Regions from separate parts of the Sus scrofa genome. Here region 1 is linked to region 2. Evidence: chromatin contacts called from public Hi-C data. All regions are on one chromosome and are shown on one strand. Each heading gives the region's core, a stretch centred on a gene start, on an enhancer-like site or on the middle of the called end of the contact. The rest is flanking DNA. Distances are from core to core; before and after follow the strand shown.

Region 1 (3,852 bases), core at 1,058-3,557, 82 kb after region 2:
AATTATAAGCAAATAAGAGTAAAAACAAATGAGCTGGCATTAGATTCGCATTCATGTTAGTCAGTGTTTCTTAAATTATTCTCCAGGGGAACAGTGAATTCCACGGATTAGCCCAAGATGTTTAAAAATGAAGATCTTTTCCTGATTTGCAAAAAAAATATATTTAACATACAGATTTTTATAATTTTTTATAATCATCCTTAAGCATTGCTGTCTATCATCACTCATCAAATACTATAATCTATCGATAGCATGAAACGTGTTCAAGTAAAAACAAGTTGCATTTGAACTGCTTTAATAGATTTGTATTTCGCAGTATGACATAGAAAGTACCCTGGCCCCCAGGTGCTTGGCTACCTGAACAAGTTTGAGAAATTAAACCATCAGTGAAGTTACTTTAAAATTATTCATTAAAGGCACCACTCATGACAAGTCAGCCTTATTACTGTAAAATGTGCAGTGATTCCACTGAGTAATTATTCAAATATTTATATATGAAGTTTCCTTCTTTGCATTCAGCAAGTATAATAAAATGCTTATGAAAAATTAATGACTTAGCTACCGCATAATGCACAGTCTCTTTTAGCCTATTTATATATAAAATGCCAAAGCAAACGTTAAAAAAACATTTGCAAAGTACATTTGGTAGCCCCCTCCTCAGCTCCCCCCACAAAGAAAACAGCAGCATGAAATAGCTCTGTGATGCTGTGCGCTTCATCTCCTCACGCTGACAGTACCTAGCTCATCTATGATGGAAGAATATGATCATTTAAATGCAACAAGAACATCTTTGTCGATGGGCCTGCCCCTTCCAACAGCAGCACAGAGCTCGAATTCATCTCCCCATTGGCTCGGCTTCCCGTAAAATGAAGGGAGTTGAGTAACCAAGGAGCCAGCTAGACCTTCCTCCCTTCCTGCACTTTGAGGGCCAGGTCTTTGCAAATTCCACCCTTCCTTCCTGAAAGCCTGGACTCGAAAGGGCAGTGACAGAGCGATGGAAAAAACACACACATCCACCCCCGTGCTGACCTTTCATCTCTCCTAAGATGGTCTCCGTGTGTTTCCATGGAAAGTATGCCCAATAGATAGAATACCAAGAATGGCTTCAGGATGACTTTTTAATGGGTAGAAACAGTTATGACAGCTGAGGTTTGAAGAACGCTATTGATGTTCTCCTTGGAGAACGTGGGTCACCCCTAAGTGAAGCTGCTGGACGCTCTACCTGGAGAGGTTTAAGAATCGGGCACAGGTTTATATCACCCTCATGGGTCTGTTGTAAACGAAGGAGCTTGTAAATATCCCACACAGGTGTTTTTGAAACAAACTTTTACTTTAATTTAATTTGGCTGCTCCTAAGGCACACAGAAGTTCCAGGGCCAGGGATTGAACTCGAGCCGCGGCAGCAACCTGAGCCACCGCAGTGACAACGCCAAATCCTTAACCCGATGAGCCTCCAGATGGTTGTCCTATACCCAGCCCCAGCGTTGCCTGTTAACATCTTACAGTGCCATGGTACCTTTGTTATAACTGAGGAACCAGCATCGCTACATTATTACGAACTAAACTCTAGTCTCTCTTTGTATTTCGTTTGTTTTTCCCCAACACCTGTCTCCTGTGCCAGGATACCATCTAGGATGCCACATTACATTTCAGTCGTGGTGTCTCCCCAAGTCTCCTCCAGAATTCTTCAGGCATTTTTAAATTATTGAAATATAATAGATGCTTTGGAATTTTATTACATATTCAATAATCGAGAGAGAATTAACCCATGGTCAAGGGCTCTGAACTCTGATCCCTTTTCCCCTGTGGGAGGAACCCCCTTCATTTCCCAGTTCGAACTATTTTAGATGATGGTGACTTGAGGAAATAGCCTTTCTGGTGCAGGGGTAACCTTAGAGCGATCTAGTAAATTCCCCCCTTGACACACCATCATTGGCTTGTCTCCAAAAATTTCCTGCTATTATATCCCCAGGAGGGGCAGGAAGATTTGTTGTGGCTGTGGATGTTACAGCAAGGAGGAAAGGGCTCTTTAAAAAAAAAAAAAAAAAGGCATTTTTAAATTACAAAACCTGTAACAGTGGCTACTAGGCTTACAGGGTAAGGTGAATGCAATCGCCTGTTTATTTTTCAACTTATAGTAACACATAACTAAAGATAATGTACAATTTTGTATTAGGTACATATGACCGTAATTATGAGAGCGTGAAATAAACTCCTAAGAAATAGAACCTGAGGGGTTCCCACTGTGGCGCAGCGGGATCGGCAGTGACTTGGGAGTGCCGGGGACACAGGGTCGTTGCCGGCCTGGCGCAGTGGGTTGGGGATCCAGGGTTGCTGCAGCTGTGGCTTAGGTTACAGCTTGGATCTGATCCCTGGCCTGGGAACTCTGCAGGGTGGCCAAAAAAGAAAAAAGAAAGAAAGAAACAGAACCTGAGGAAGAAAGCCAGCATCGCTTTGTTCAGGCTCAGAGCCTGTTTGAAAGGTGACAGTGGAAAGTCCTGTTGACATGAAGCCCTTGAGCTTTCCTAAGTTCCCTTTCTATAAAAGGAAGTTAAGCTGAGCCTGCTTAACTGCAGAAACCTTTTAAGTTAACTAAGGTTTTCCATTTCTTCTGCCACCTCCCCAGCTCAGGCCCTGTTCACTTCACATCTGGAACTGTGGTACTAACCTCATTCGATTCATGCATCTGTGTGTGTGTGTGTGTGGTTTCTTAACCGTCTCTGATAGCAGACTCCTTTGGTCCAGCTTCCGCATCACTGCTAGATTAAACTTCCCTAATTGCCGTTTTTACGGGCTGAGTTTCCTGTGCAGAAATCTTTAGTGGGGTCTTATTTTCTAGAGAAGAAAACTGACATTTTTCAGACTGGAATTAAGTACTTTTTATGATGTAGTTCCAACTTAAAATTTTCAGCATTATTTCCCTCTGCTCTGGTCTACCAAAGTCCCTACACCCATCAGATATTTCTTCTTTCATTTCCCTCAAAATCTCTGTTAAATTAATCATATGATCATTATCAACAAACAGTTATTTTGTGTCTTCATGACTGTAGGATTTCCTGCTTAGGCTCCCTGCTTGGTTTCTTTCTTGATCCTCATATGAAATTTTCTACCCTTTCCTAAAAAAGCCCAGGCAAAATCCTACCTTCATTTCTCTTAAATTCCCATCCACCCTCTCCCTCTTATGATCTCTGCCCTGAGAACTCTCGGTTTTAATATGCACTCTTGCATGTTGGGGTATTTCCTCCTTGTATGTTGGTCTTATTTTCTATATATTCATTACATAGGGTGTCTATCAAATTGGGTTCATAATTAAATGATTTTTTCACTTTTTTTCACTTAACGTATCATGAACATTTTCATACTATTGAATATTTTTAAGTGTGATTTTTTTCTTTTTAACGTGTTATTGAATTTAACATGGAATGTTTTTTGCCATTCAAAAAAAGTGATTCAGTTGTACCTATATGCACGGTCATTCTTTTTCAGATTCTTTTCTCATATAAATATCACAGAATATTGGGTATAGTTCCCTGTGCTATACAGCAAGTCCCCGTTGGCTAATCATTTCATATACCACGGTGTACATATGCCCATCCGGAACCCCCCATCAATCCCTCCCCCAACCTATTCTCTTGGGTAATCCTAAATTTGTTTTCAAAGTCTGGGAGTCTGTTTGTGTTCTACAGATAAGTTCATTTGTATCCTTTTTAAAGATTCCTCATATAAGTGATATTCTAGGATGTTTGTCTTTGATTTACTTCACTTAGCATAATAATCTCTAGGTGCATCCATATTGCTGCAAATGCCGTTATTTCATTCCTTTTATGACTGAGTAATATTCCATGGTATATA
Region 2 (4,057 bases), core at 224-2,723:
TAATTTGCCCCAGGTCTCATAGCTGGGAAGTTCTGATGAGTTTTGAGAATGTTGGTGCTCATTAACCCCAGGCCCCCTGCAGCCTCCCTGTTCATTTAGGGCCATCCACGGTGGGGGAGCCTCCAGAAAAGGTGGCATGCATGTTAGCCTTTGTTTTCAGGTGTCATAGCCATTTTGGTAAATCTTTGGGGTCCTGTGTCACCTGGAATCCTATATTCAAGTGTACACGTGATAAAACAAAATTAGCTCATCAGCTCTAGTGTGCATGTAAGTAAAAAAGAAGTCAATCTGAGGAGACTTGATGAGAAGAGGGTGCTATGAGTGGAGCTGGAAATCTCGGTGGTGGGGTGCTCGCCTTTTGTGTAAAGAGTTGGGAAGGCTCATTGCACTGATAGTGTCTTGGGGCATTTCGGGGCATAGTCCTAAAAATTCTTTGGTGTTGAATTTTTTTTTTTTATTTAATCTTAAAAAAAGTGTGTCATACTTTCCCTGCCATTTCTCAAATGTTAGTCTGGCAGGTCCTGTTTGTGTGTAGATGTTGGAGTGGGGGAGGGGCGCGTGAAACTTTTTGTAAATTATTAATGGAATTGATTAATCCCGTTGGAAAATGTTAATCATAAGTGTGCTGGGGAAGGGAAGGATTCATGGTTCTCGGCAGTGGTTAGCTAAATCCCACCTCCTCAAATGCAGCATGTCAAAATTAGGCCTATTTAATCTCTGGTCAAGCGAACTAATAACATGGAACAAAGCTAACTGAAATCAGGACACCTGCTATCAAGATTTCATGAAATCAAAAGCCCCTTGTGCAGCAAGGAATATGATGCTTTTGCTTAGCTTTTTAATACAAATAAGAATTAGCTTTATTGGGCTCTGTGATTCTTAGAAAAGACAGGTTTGCAGATCCATTGTGGAGCCTGGCCTTGGGTAAACAAGCCTAAGCACAGTGTACGGTCCCCTTGGGGTGCTCGCGCCAGGGTGGGGGTGCCCCTCAAAAATGACAGCATTTCTGGGAGGAAGAAGCTTCCGCCGTGATGGGAAAGGAAAAAGCCCAGGCCAATATCCTGGTGTTATTAGCAAGCTTTCCTACTGCAACGGGGCTGACGATGGGGCTTTTCAAAAACGTCGCTGCAACCAGACCCAGGGTGCCACTCGCCTTACTGCAGCGACACAGTTGTGTGGATTCCAGGGGCAGCCGCGGGGGGAGCGCAGCCCGTGCGGCACGGCCGGCTCTCCAGGAGCGTTTCTGCAGATCGGCGGGAGCTGGGCCATTCCCCCCGCAGTTCCTCCCGAGGCAGGGGCCGAGGGTGGCCCAGGTTGAGACTGCGGGGCGCGGGGAGGCGCGCCCAGCCCAGCCCTCAGCCCTGCGGCGGCCCGAGCGGCCGGAGGCCTCCGCGAAACCTTCTCCCTCCCGGGGAGGACGGATCCCGGTGCAGGTGGGGACTTCCTCGGTCCCCACCTGCCGGCGCCGAGCCTGTGCGTGGCCGGCAGCGGGCGTTGCAGGTCCTGGCAGCCCAGAAATGAAAGCAGCGGCGGCGGCCGCCTCTCAGGGCTCCGATCGGCACCCAGCAAATAAGAAGCCCGTCCTGGACCCGGAGGAGGAGGAGCGGCCGAGCATCTCTCTGCTGCTCCTCCGCGTCCTTTAAATGAGGACTCCCTGCCGGCGCCGGAGGTAGATCTGCAGAGCCTTCCTCTCGCTGCTGACCCCGCTTACATCACTAACCTGTGACAGGCACATCCCCACGCCCGGTACCTGCTCCTCCAGCGGCTCCCAGTCCAGTCTGAGCCGCCTCTTTGTATGCCGCCGACATGGCCAGCCAGCAGGATTCCGGCTTCTTTGAGATCAGTATCAAATATTTACTGAAATCCTGGAGTAATAGTGAGTAATAGAAAATAACCTTTGTTTGTTTGTTTGCTGGATGTTGCATAAGGTTCGAGACATAAAAATCTCAACTGGACGCATATGCTTGGGAGCCGAGGAAGTTGGTTTTTTTTTTTTTTTTTTTTTTTCCTTGCCTGCTTCCATCTGCTGTGAAAATCAAAATGTCAGAGACTGAACTGGCTTTCCTGAAGTGCAAAGGCTGCAGTGGAATTACAGTAAATTTGGTCTGATTAAATGTTCGAGTCAGATGGCCCTTCAGACGCTGGCCAGTGCAGGATGGGGCATTCCAGGCTGCATTTCCTGCCTTGGTGTTTATTTAATATGTGCAGATTTTATGGAAGTATTTTGTGAAGTGTGCTTTAATCAGAGGGGTGTGGCAGGGTTTCACAGCACTTCGTAATTGTTATATTAGGGTATTGTCTAAAGAAAAAAAAGTATTTAAGAGTCCAAAACCTGACTCATCTTTTTTTGAAAATACAGGCATTTGCTGATTGATTTGCTCTCTCCCTTGTCCATGTGGATGATGCTGAGGATGCCATCATAATATTTGAATTTCTAAAAAAAATCCCGATGTGTGTTATTGTCCAAATAATGTGCTTTTCTGAAACATAAACAAGTGAGGTGTTGACCATAAAATCATTTATTGGGATATCAGAAGGTTATGACTTCAGAAGTTCCATTTCAGACCTACTTAACATTTTAGCAGTAAGGTCTCTCAAAAAGACAACCTCCGAGGCATCAGAATTACAATGAGGCCTTCAGGTGCTCAACTGCTGCCTTGTATTTTCTGAATAGTCGAAAAACAAAGTCTGCTCTATTTCACCCATCATCTTTTGTACTTGCTTTAGATAAAAGACCAGCGGGCAGGTATTATACATCCTTAATTGTTTGAAATTTTAAAACATTTTCCTGGAAAAAAAAACTGTGTTGTATCCTGTGCATACTAATTAACCTACCTGTGCTCAAAGAGCTGGTGATTTTAATTATCTCCTACACAAATGACCCACGGCCAAGAGTGTTCGTATGTAAACAAAACCTGGGCAGGAGAACCTGTGCCGTAATTGCTTTGAGAATGGAGCCAAAGTACCTTCAGCCTGAAGGTATTCGGGGATATGCATCTCTCAATGATAGCCATAGAAACCATCTTTTCCAGGTCACTTTGTAGCCCGGTGTACACTCGGGGGCTTGTCTGAGGCTGTGTTTCTGCAAGTGGGAAGCCATCTGGGAATGACACCGTCACCCCAACAGCATTCCTTTGTTGGAGCCATAATTCATTTATCTTAGATGCATTATTTGTCTAATACTTCGCCCTCCAGGATGAGTCTTCCTTTGTCTCTCCACCCTCTGATTCATGAAAAGAATCGGATGTACAGGATTCTTTATGGAGCAGTTTTCCAATATCTGGAAAGACTCATTCTGAGTTTGACATCGGTGTGTGGTTTTCAATCATTACGTTGACTGCGTTAAGGCCAGATTCTTTTCCTCCATCAATGTCATTGCCTCGTTAGACAGAAAATTATGTTGTGACAATGCTGGGGCCAGGGGGATTTCTTTTAAAATCTTTCTCCCCTTGCCTGTTTTCAGATTACTTTAGCCAAAGCACATTTTTTCTCCGCCCTGCCTAAACTCTCTCCGCTCCCCCCACACTCACATCAGGAGATGGTTCAGAATGACTGTTCCTTTCTACTTTGACGGTATCTGGGACACAGTTTTGAATTCTTTCAGTTCACTCAGCAAATATTTATTCCACAGCTCCTGTGTGCCAGGCTGTGGAGCTCCAGAGGTGCCGAAGACACAGTACCTGTTTTCTGTCTTAATTTCTTTATGGCAGGAGAGTGAACTTGGTGATTCTCTAGAGTTCTTTGGGGTCCAAATGTTTTTCAGTCCTTTCTTCAAAGAGGAAGAGGAAATACACCTAAGGCTGAGGCTCTTTCAAGCTTGTTGCAACACTGACTGGCTTACAGCCTAGGGTAGCTCTGAGTTTACATATTTTCAGTGGTCAAGAGAGGAGGGAGTGTGTGCAGAAGACAAAGTAGAATACAGAAGCCTTAGGGTGCTCGGCCTCCTCCGCTTAAGGACGATGCACGGGGCGGGGGAGGGGGGCAGGCAGCTCATTGGTCCAGCGCAGCAGGCTGGAGAGGTCAGGATACCTGCCCACACACCTTCATGGAGAGACTC

What was found. A called contact is a pair of places that touch in the nucleus more often than the background predicts.
Region 1: a Hi-C map of skeletal muscle shows a contact between it and region 2, with 4 times the contacts expected there. The contact joins the enhancer-like site here to the promoter of FRY in region 2. A contact is called at or near these places in 1 of 5 promoter capture datasets (liver), 7 of 47 Hi-C or Micro-C datasets (blood, embryonic fibroblasts, epiblast stem cells and 3 more) and 1 of 2 datasets of contacts at active chromatin or transcription factors (skeletal muscle).

Annotation. Positions count from the first base shown.
Region 1 is chr11:8,598,169-8,602,020 of Sscrofa11.1, forward strand. All of the region lies in intron 3 of FRY (protein furry homolog), which reads left to right. Among named protein-coding and RNA genes, the nearest start is that of FRY, 82 kb to the left of the region's middle. Within about 2 kb of position 2,308, at least 8 of the 83 cell types and tissues checked have an H3K27ac peak or open chromatin away from gene starts, as enhancers often do. A contact at or near this core is called in skeletal muscle, where this site is marked.
Region 2 is chr11:8,517,041-8,521,097 of Sscrofa11.1, forward strand. It overlaps FRY (protein furry homolog), which reads left to right and starts at 1,474. Exons shown (of 65, transcript XM_021065177.1): 1 at 1,474-1,876. The coding sequence starts at 1,807.